2 separate regions of the Triticum aestivum genome follow, and region 1 is linked to region 2. The links are chromatin contacts, called in public Hi-C maps. All regions are on one chromosome and are shown on one strand. Each heading gives the region's core, a stretch centred on a gene start, on an enhancer-like site or on the middle of the called end of the contact. The rest is flanking DNA. Distances are from core to core; before and after follow the strand shown.

Region 1 (4,694 bases), core at 258-2,757, 300 kb after region 2:
GTTTGAACCGGGACTAATGGGTGGAGGTATTAGTAACGGCCCATTAGTCCCGGTTCATGAACCGGGACTAAAGGCCCTTACGAACCGGGACTATTAAGTGTTTTTCTACTAGTGGCCTTGTACAAGATGAATATATATATGCACTCCACACCATGCATGCAATCCCGTCTTGGTTGAATTTGCTTGGCTTCTTAAGCTATTGACATATACTTAGCCTTAGCATATTCCCAGCGGTCATCAACCGGGCACACATATACAATACATTGGGCATGGGCGGCCTTAGGAACTCAACTTTCAGTTGTACCTGAACATCTGGTTCTATCAATTTCCGAATCCTAGCCTTAGTTGCCCGTCATGTTTTGGTTTTGCTTTGCAGCCATGTTCAGTGATAGGACGGTGAAAGATGCATGTAAGAACTAGTCTATTGCTGCAAATATTTTACGTAGACTAAAATTCGTTCCTCTGCATTCCAGAGAAGTTTGTGAAGATCCCTTCCACCTACCAGCTGATAGAACAACGCAGCATGTAACTGATGTGTAACAGGTTATTATATTTGTGGTTGATCTTTCCGTGGGGACCTACTTATTAACAAAATTTGGACTTTGTGTGGCACGTTTCTTCGGTGTATTAATTTAGTTGACTCAAATAAATAAAAACTACTCCCTTCGTCCCATAATATAAGATATAGCTTGCAAAACGATCTTATATTATGGGACGGATGGATTAACACATAAGCCCTTGATAGTAAATGAAGCTTTGTTGACTTGTCTTTGTTTAAAAAAAGTGGAGTTGAACCACCATTCACTACTCAGTTGGTCATAGATATTTAGAGCCTCTTCAATAGGATTTTCCTAATTTGACCACCTACATGATCGTGGACACTTCCACAGACAACACACACATTTGAACCCCCGCAAATCACGCAACATTGATCAACACATTTAGACAGCACATAAAGACAGGTAGTAAGTTCATACACATGGGAGGATAAGACATACGCGGACAACAAATTCATACACATAAACTATAGATGAAAATGATGTTCTAGGATAAAGTTAGGATGAAGATGTTCATCGCTTCACCTTGCCCTTGCTCTTGTCATCATTGGGGCGGCAGTAGTAATATTGTGAAGGCGACATATGGTTTGTCCTCTAGGGACCGTCAGAGTTGGAAGAGGACAAGGGGAGTAAGGGGAGGCGGCATATGCGGACGTTTGAAGGGCGGAATTTGCTAGGCCGGCTGTAGATGCTCTAACATATATGAGATGGTAACAGCATAAGGTCATCGTCCACATGGTGTATGCGTAAATGAGGCCTTGCACGATGTAAGGCGATTGAAGCAAACGTCATGAGATCGAAGAGCGCAAGCTCTACACGCCACACCTAAGATGGATCCGTCGCGCTACAAATCGAATTTCGCCTTCTCTTTTCACCAATCGAATTGAGTGGCTGACAAGCGCGCTTGTAGGCTATTTATGTGATGGCCCTTCCACCACCTTGACCTATTCAAACATGATGTGACTATATATTGATGCATAGTTGTACTGGAGTAGCATTTTGCTGGTGCTAGGCACCCCACATGCATCCGATCAAAACGGGCTAGCGTGCCACCTGCTCATCTGTGCCTAAGCAGCATCACAAAAGCTGCAAAGATACAAATAGTACAAAACGGAACGAAGATAAGGCATGGTGACTAGCACCATGCGATGCGAGATTCACTCAACAGATCACCGATGTTTGTTTGTCTCTTCCGGGGTCCAAAAGCTTCATGGAAGCGGCCAGCACAGTCCATCCAGATCCAGGGGCACGCGTCACCGTTGGGTCTCTCACTACTGTACGTACAACGCTGGCGATCGACGTGTAATTGTATGCAGTGTGGATGCTGAATCACGAGGCACACCGATCGAGACGGCCGGAGATTCAACCATGCATACTCCATACTCGTACGTTTTCTTTCGTTAATTATACTAGCAAAAAGGGCCCGTGCGTTGCAACGGGAGAAAAATATCGTAAAACCTGCTCCGTGTGATAGTACGCGCCATTTCTTATATACAGTTTTGATAAACATAAGTAATAAGTTCATCACCCGATCGGCTTCAGAACCTTCTCAGTCCTTCTCAATCCTTGTTGCACAGAGATGAGAGCAAAAATACTCCTCCTACTTTGGCGGTGCTGGTTCCTCGTGATGACTGTGTTCATAACACAGGAAAGGAGCTCATCACCCGATCGGCGCTCTTCTTGAAACATTACGAGGAGGAAATCAGGTGCTCCGATACAATGGAAAAGGAAGAACCAAACCTCAAACAGAAACAGGTGCATGCAGTGAACACTCTGGCCGGTCGGAGTTCTTTGCATCAACAGACAGACACAGGCATTGGAGAGGGCTCAGGCAACACCACGGCAAATCAGTGGTGTCCTCCAGATGTGGGCACCATCAAACTGAACTCAGACGCAGCATTCCGGGCTGACAGCGGAATTTCCCATGCGGGTGCGATCGCACGAGACCACAGAGAGGTCGTGGTTTTCTCTTTGTCCAAACAGATTGGCTGCTGTGGCGCAGTTGAGGAAGCTGAGGCTCCCACCCTCCTTGCTGGACTACAGACCCTGTCCGACCTACACAGGGGGCCAATCGTTGCTGACACGGACTGCACATTTTTGTCAAATGAGCTGCGGCCAGGTGCCAGCAACTTATCTGCCTGGTACCCCGTGATCGCTGACATCAAGACGGAATTGGTGAAATTCAGTACAGCCCAGGTCAACTACACGAGCAGGAACCAAAACAAGATGGCTCACCTTCTAGCTGCTCGGGCTAGAAGTCAGGAAGACATGATTATGATGGCGAGCGTCCCAGATGACCTGGCTGCAGCATTAGCTGCCGACCCTGTGTTGGCTCAGGAGTAGTTGTACTCCTAGTTTTTCCTCAAAAAAAAAACATAAGTAATAAGTTTATATTGTTCATTTTTTTGAAGTATGAAGTATGGTAGCAAAGAAGCCACCCTAACATCCTTCATTTGATGGAAGGGTAGGGGTGCATGGAATAGTCTAGTAATCGGTTCTATATTTTATTTTTGGGAAAAACACAAACATTTTATTATTTTAAAATAATTAAACAATTTGAATTTTTAATCTTTTAGCAGAACTGAAACATGTTTTGAAAATGAACATTTTTTACACATGTTTTTCTGAACGAGAATTTTTAAATATAATTTTAATTAAAACATTTTTGGGGGATTCTGAGATCTTTTTTTAAACATATATATATATATATATATATGTATATATATATTTAAAAACATGTTTTTTTTAAAACAAGAAAAGGTACGCGATTTAAAAAAAACGCACACTCGATGCCCATACTATGTAGTATAAAGTTGAGAAAGTCGTAGGGATGTCCTTGGATGGCGCCTCCTTCAGCTTAGCACTGTCATCGGCTGGAAGAGGAATGTTGTATTTGTTTCTAGCCGGATATACAGACGATGGAATTGTTGTATACTATTCGAGGGTTTAATAACTAATTCAAAAGTTTCTGTAGAATTTTCAAAAGATTTTGTTGGGCGAAAGAGTAATGGTGCATTGAATTGGGATTGTTTATATACAATTTTTTGTTAATATTCGAAAGCAAAGAGATAATGTTGGTTATTTGATTTGCAAGATTATATTTTGTTCCTTTTCTTTTGCATTATTTGAACTTGGCCAACATCACCATAAAAAAGCAAGCTTTTCTGTGTTACCCATCACATGTAAATTTCAATTGGATTGTTTAGAAAAAAAAAGGTAAACTTCAAGATGCATCGTGGTCACTCTTCATCCAACCCTCTCTCTCCTTCTTATCTCACCAACGATGTCGGTAACATCCAGAGTTGGAAAATATCTTAATTGTCAAGTCCCGGTGAGCTCCAAATATCTTCTTCCTTAAGAACTATTGTATATCACATGATGTATTCATAAGATGTGGTAGGCATAAAAATTAAACTATAACAGTGACAACAAACAACAGTAACCAATTATTACCAATTATTATATTGGTGCTCATTTAGAAGAAAAATAAAATGCAATCGGTGCTGGCACGTATAGCAACATCTAGGAGCTTCTGGTCGGTGCAGCCAACTAAAAAAGCAATCCACACCGAGAGCTATCTCCCACTACGTGCCTTATCCACTTCGCCTCTTCTCCCTGCTCCAGCCACACACACACCCACGCGACCGTGCTCCAGGCGCCGCGTTCCCCTTCTCTCTTCCCTCCTCTCTACAATCCTCCAAGCTTTCGTCGGCCACTTGCGGGGCGGCTGCGTATGGGCTCCAGGTGGCCGGGGCTGCGCGCCGGGGCAGGCTGGGGCTGTGGCGGAGGCGCGGCAGCGGTGGCCGGCGGCTGCTTGAAGGGGCCGCGTGGATCTGCCGCCGGGGCTTCGGATCGGCGTTGTCGTCTGAGCCCCGAGTTTTCGACGCCGAGGTCAGCGCTCCTTGAGCATTCGCGTACATGCGTCCGCAGCCAGCGGATGAAATCGGTCCAGCGTCGTAGCTAGCTTGTACCGCTCCATGTGCAGACATGAGTTTTATCAGAGCCGGTGAAGCATTTGCACTTCAAGCTACCTCTGACTCCTTCGTTCACTGTTTAGTGGCTAGGCCATCAATAATCCCAAATCCATTGCCAAATCTAAAAGGCAGGTTTGATGAATCCAACAACCGGCAGTGGCAA
Region 2 (4,797 bases), core at 1,341-3,840:
TGGTGACTCTGAACTCTGAACTCCCCGTGGGGCTTTCCTACTTACCCATACGAAGGTGTTGATGTCGGCGGTCTCATGGCGGCCGGTGAGCCGGCGCTCGTTGCCCTCACCGTAGGCGGCGATGTGCTCCATGTGCCGCGCCTCGAGCTTCTTGATCGCCTTCTTGATCACCTCGTACCCGCCCTCGCTCCTCATCGACTTGGTGCTGCATTCAGACATCAGCAGGATCATGTCATAACCCATAACACAAGACTAGAGTATAGCAGACGGCGATGCATCCCTTGGCTTGCTCTCTTTATCTTACCTGTAGTTTGTGTGGGCACCAGCACCATTCCATTCTCCCTACAGTCACACACATATGCAAAGTTACATATGGCTGGCTGGCCAGTGGAACGGCAGATCAAGGTGACACTTGTGGCACAAGAAGAAGAAGAAGAAATGCTCACCGGGATCGGCTTGGGGTCGAAGGAGACGACGACGCCAGCAATCTCAGTGATCCTCTATTGGGTTACACAAAGGAAAAATTTCTTATCAGCACAAGTTGCATTTTATTCATTCATTCAACCAGATGAGGCGGTTTCATTTACCTCCAGGATGTAGCGAGCCGCCCAGAGCTCGTCGCCGGCCGAGATGCCGACGGAAGGGCCGACTTGGAACTCCCACTGTCCTGGCATGACTTCTGCATTGATGCCGCCGATGTTGATGCCGGCGTAGAGGCAGGCCTTGTAGTGTGCATCGACGATGTCGCGCCCGTAAGATTTCTCCGCACCCGCGGCGCAGTAGTAAGGTCCCTGTCACACACATTTTGCTCTGCCAGTGTCACTATCGGTCCAACATTTCTGAACTGTTGTCAGCAAGTGCTAAGCTAACATCATTTACAGCCAAGTTTCCTCCCTTACTTAGTGGAGTGATCTTGGCTAAGACTTGCTCTTAATAAGAGTGCTGCAATATGCAGCATGTCTAGTTAAGTTACCTGAGGGCCAGGGTAACCCCCTAGTGGCCAGCCAATGGGCCAGTTGGTGTCCTTCTGAAGAAGGGTGTACTCTTGCTCAATCCCATACCTTACATTTCAGGCAACATAAGGGGGTGTCACAAGATTAATTGCCACATGAATTAAATTATGTGCAAAAATTAAAGTAGTGGACTAATTTCTATAGAACAGAGCAACTGAGTACCGACCATGGTTCTTCAGCCTTGACCTCGGGATGGCCGAATATCCTCGCCGCGTTGTACCGCTTGTTGCTCGGAATCGGCTCTCCGTTAGGCGCATAGCAGTCACAGATGACCTAAACGCGCGAGGTTAAAAAAAAATACTAGAGGTGAAAAAGCACTCATGAACAACTTTTCAAAATTCATTAACACAAATAAACAATAACACGAAATCCATGAATGAAAAAACAAGGAGGATCTTGATCATTCTTATATACCAGGATGTTGTTCCCCTTCCTGAATGGGTCCCTGAAGATGGCTTGAGGGCTTGGCAGGAGCAAGACATGAAATTCAGATTAGCTCAGCCTCAAGGCACGCAAGCCAAGGCATGATGGTTATGTGAAGAGTGCAGTCAAGGGCTTACCAGAGGATGACCTCGCTGTCGTCGCCCGTGGCCTGGCCGGTGCTGGAGCCGTCGAAATTCCATTTTGGGAGCTTGCTGGGGTCATCAACGGGCCCGGGCAGCGTCTGATTGTGAATATCCAAGGCATCAAAAGGGTCACAGGAAGTGTTAGGAACATATCATGCTTGCAGTGCCGTCACAGCTTAGACAAAAAGGAGCCGGCCGGCAAAGTAATGAGTCGTCGTGGGTTAGGCTTACCCTGGCTTTGCTCCTGACGTCCATGCCCGTGCCGCCGACCCTGGATTAGGCAAGGTGTATATGGAAGTAGGTTAGTAATAAGGCATAAAAGTACGATGCCGATTTCCCCAATTTATTAACTTATAATGTACTCCCTCCCTCCCCCCTACAAAAATATAAAAGCGTTTAGATCAAAGATCATTTAGACCAAAACACTCTTATATTTCTTTACAGAGGAAGTACTAGTATCATGCAGATACAAATCATGACCAGCAACACCTAGCCAAGGCATAGCCAAGATGCACATAGCCAAACAAAGAAAAAAAGAGAAAAAAAAAACATATTGGCAACAGATCAAGGCCTAAAAACAAGAGAAGGGTTTTTACTGGGCTCAAAATTTGAGAAACGCACTAGTATAGTAAACTAAACTAGAAAGAAACGTGAGATGGGATTTGTGGGGAGGAAAAAAATATGTGGCCTGCCTGACTTGGAAGGAAGGTGAGATGGGAGGTTGGGACAGTGCTGAGGAAGATGGAGGAAGAGGGATGTTACCATATGTACTCGGCGATGATCTTGCCGGTGCAGCCGGACAGGTCGAGGCTGAGAAGGTCGGCGAGCGGAGACATGGCGGATGCCGGCGTGCTGTTCTTCTTCTTCCCCCGGAGCCTACCGGAGATGGAGAGGGAGAGGGAGAGGGAGAGGTGTTGTAGTGGCAAATGGTAGCTCTCTGGGAAATGCGGGACAGGGGAGCGAGCCGAGTGGTGCCGCCGTAGCTGGCTCTGCCCCTCTATAAGTAGCGTGGCGACGGGGGAGGAGGCCCTGAAAGGTTGGTGGGCGTTGCGGGCGGGGGGAAACGGAAACCGATGGTACGTACGGCTGTCCTTGCGTGCGTACGTTTCCGCGGCCTGCGCGCACGGAACACCTTTTCTACTGTACCAGTACACGGGACGCCATGCGTACGGACAACCGCGCTTCGCTGATCCGCACACCACATCAGGAGCACTTCATTAATTAAAATTAAGAAAGCCCTGCTGAAAGTGCCATTCACTCGGTCGGGGAAGGAGAAATTGGCTATGGCTATGGCTGACTTCCCCTTTGCTTATGCATGAAGCAGCTGGCTAGCCAGTGCTACTACTCCAGTGGTGAAGGGCAAATTCACGTTCTCTTGTCCCGGCGTCCGTGCGGATCCCTGTGGACTGACTGACTGACCCGATGGGTCAAAGCTAGACGGTGACATGAGTGAGACGTGAGCCACACCTGCAAGATACTCTATGTAGGAAAGCGACCACTGCTACTCCGTGACCATCGCAGTAGCAAATTTAACCATGACTTCGGGACATGTGTGAGCAGCTAAGTTGTTGTGCCTGTCGTGTCATCCCCCTCGTGACATCGTTAGAGCAACTCCAACGGGGCGACCCAAACCAGCACGCGTTTTGTCCGTTTTTGTCAGGCGGACGTGCGCGTCCGTATTGTAAAATGGGTCGGCTTGACCATCCAACGGGGAGGCAGACCCAAATGTGCCGGCATGGCATGCAAAAAAATATGCTTGCACGAAATAAACTTAAAATAAACATAATAAAACATAAGTGGCCGGTCGCCGGCCAAAGTCCACTTAAACATAATTAAAACATTAAGAAAAAAGACTGCGCCGCCTTCTGCCGCCCCGCACGCTGCCCTTGGCGGCGCCGCTGCCGTCGCCATCGCCGGTGAGGTCGATGAAGACGGGAGCAGGGCCTACCCACCCGAACGCCGCCTGGGTATGCTGCCAGGACAACCTCCTCCGGCGTCTGCTGGGGCGGCGGCATTGCGGCTAGCCGCGCGCGCTCCTCCTCCTCCTCCTTGAGCCGGAGCGCCTCCGCATCGCGCTGGAGCATGGCCTCGTAGCGCATCTGCTGCTCGCCGTCGGCCTGCTCCTGGCGAGCCAGTGTGCCTTCCAGCGCTCGAGGTGGGCGGCCTCCCGCTCCGGCGTTGCGGCGAAGTGGACGGGGGGCGCGCTCACACACTCGCGGTACTGGCCGAGTAGGCCTCCTCCGGCCAAGTGGGTGGAGACGGGGAGCGCTTCCGCGTCGGCTTCGGCTACGACTTGGGCTGGATGGGCGGCGACGGTGGCGGTGGCGGCTGGAACAACGGGGTGTGGACGGAGTCCCCCGCCGCCAACAGGGCGAGGGCTTGCTCCAGCCCATCCCAGCGCGCGTCCTCCTTGAGGCGGCTAGCCTCCAGCGCCTGCTGCAGGGCCTCCTCGAGGGCGGCAGCGGGAACGACGTGGGGACGGCGTCGACGCCCGAGCGCCGTTGCTCCTCGTGCTCGAGGGCGAACCAAGCCTCCCAGTTGGGAGAGTCGGCGACGTACTCAAGGCAGCCGACACTGCTCCGGCGTGAGCTGCGCGCGGCGCTGGTGCACCTCGTCGTCGTGTGCCTGCTGGCTCCGCAGAACCGCTGACACCGGGATCCGCTGGGGATCTAAGTGCCAATGGTGCGGCAGCGTCACGTCAGGGTAGGGGAGGGGCTGCCTGTACTCCCAATGCCACCGTGCTTGGTGCACCGGGATGTGCAGGTGCCGATGTTCAGGGCGTAAATGGGCCGCCGGCAGAGGAGGAGGGGGAGGGGAGCACGGGAGGACGACATGCCGGGGGTGCACTTGCCCTTGCCCTTGTCATTGTTGCCGAAGAAGCCCATGGCGGGCTAGGGTTTCCTGTCACCGGTGATGAAGCAAGGGAGTGGTGGGGGGCTAGATGTGGACAGGAGAACTGGATGAGGCCGCCCACCCGTCGCACGCGTGCTTAAAAAAGGAAGCTTCCAGAGGCTGACAAGTGGGCCCGCTGTCGGTGGTCGTCATAAATATGACGACCGGTGGCGATTGGGTGGCCTACAGGTGGGGACGCGGCAGACGCCGATGAGACGCGCGGCGCGTATGCTTCGCATCCGTGCCGACGCATTCTAGACGCAATTTTGGGCTGAAAATGGGTCGGCGCGGACGCGATTTGCGTTTGGGTCGCCGCGTTGGGCCTG

Evidence for each region. A called contact is a pair of places that touch in the nucleus more often than the background predicts.
Region 1: a contact with region 2 is called in a Hi-C map of leaf, with 5 times the contacts expected there. The contact joins the enhancer-like site here to the promoter of LOC123090862 in region 2. A contact is called at or near these places in 2 of 5 Hi-C or Micro-C datasets (both in leaf).

What each region holds. Positions count from the first base shown.
Region 1 is chr4B:37,744,239-37,748,932 of IWGSC CS RefSeq v2.1, forward strand. No RefSeq gene overlaps it. Among protein-coding and RNA genes, the nearest start is that of LOC123094346, 56 kb to the left of the region's middle. Within about 2 kb of position 1,508, at least 1 of the 8 cell types and tissues checked has an H3K27ac peak or open chromatin away from gene starts, as enhancers often do. A contact at or near this core is called in leaf, where this site is marked.
Region 2 is chr4B:37,447,353-37,452,149 of IWGSC CS RefSeq v2.1, forward strand. LOC123090862 (glutamine synthetase cytosolic isozyme 1-3) reads right to left here and starts at 2,591. Exons shown (of 11, transcript XM_044512214.1): 1 at 2,342-2,591; 2 at 1,811-1,850; 3 at 1,574-1,677; 4 at 1,428-1,476; 5 at 1,180-1,286; 6 at 974-1,061; 7 at 588-791; 8 at 447-500; 9 at 305-342; 10 at 46-205. The coding sequence starts at 2,415.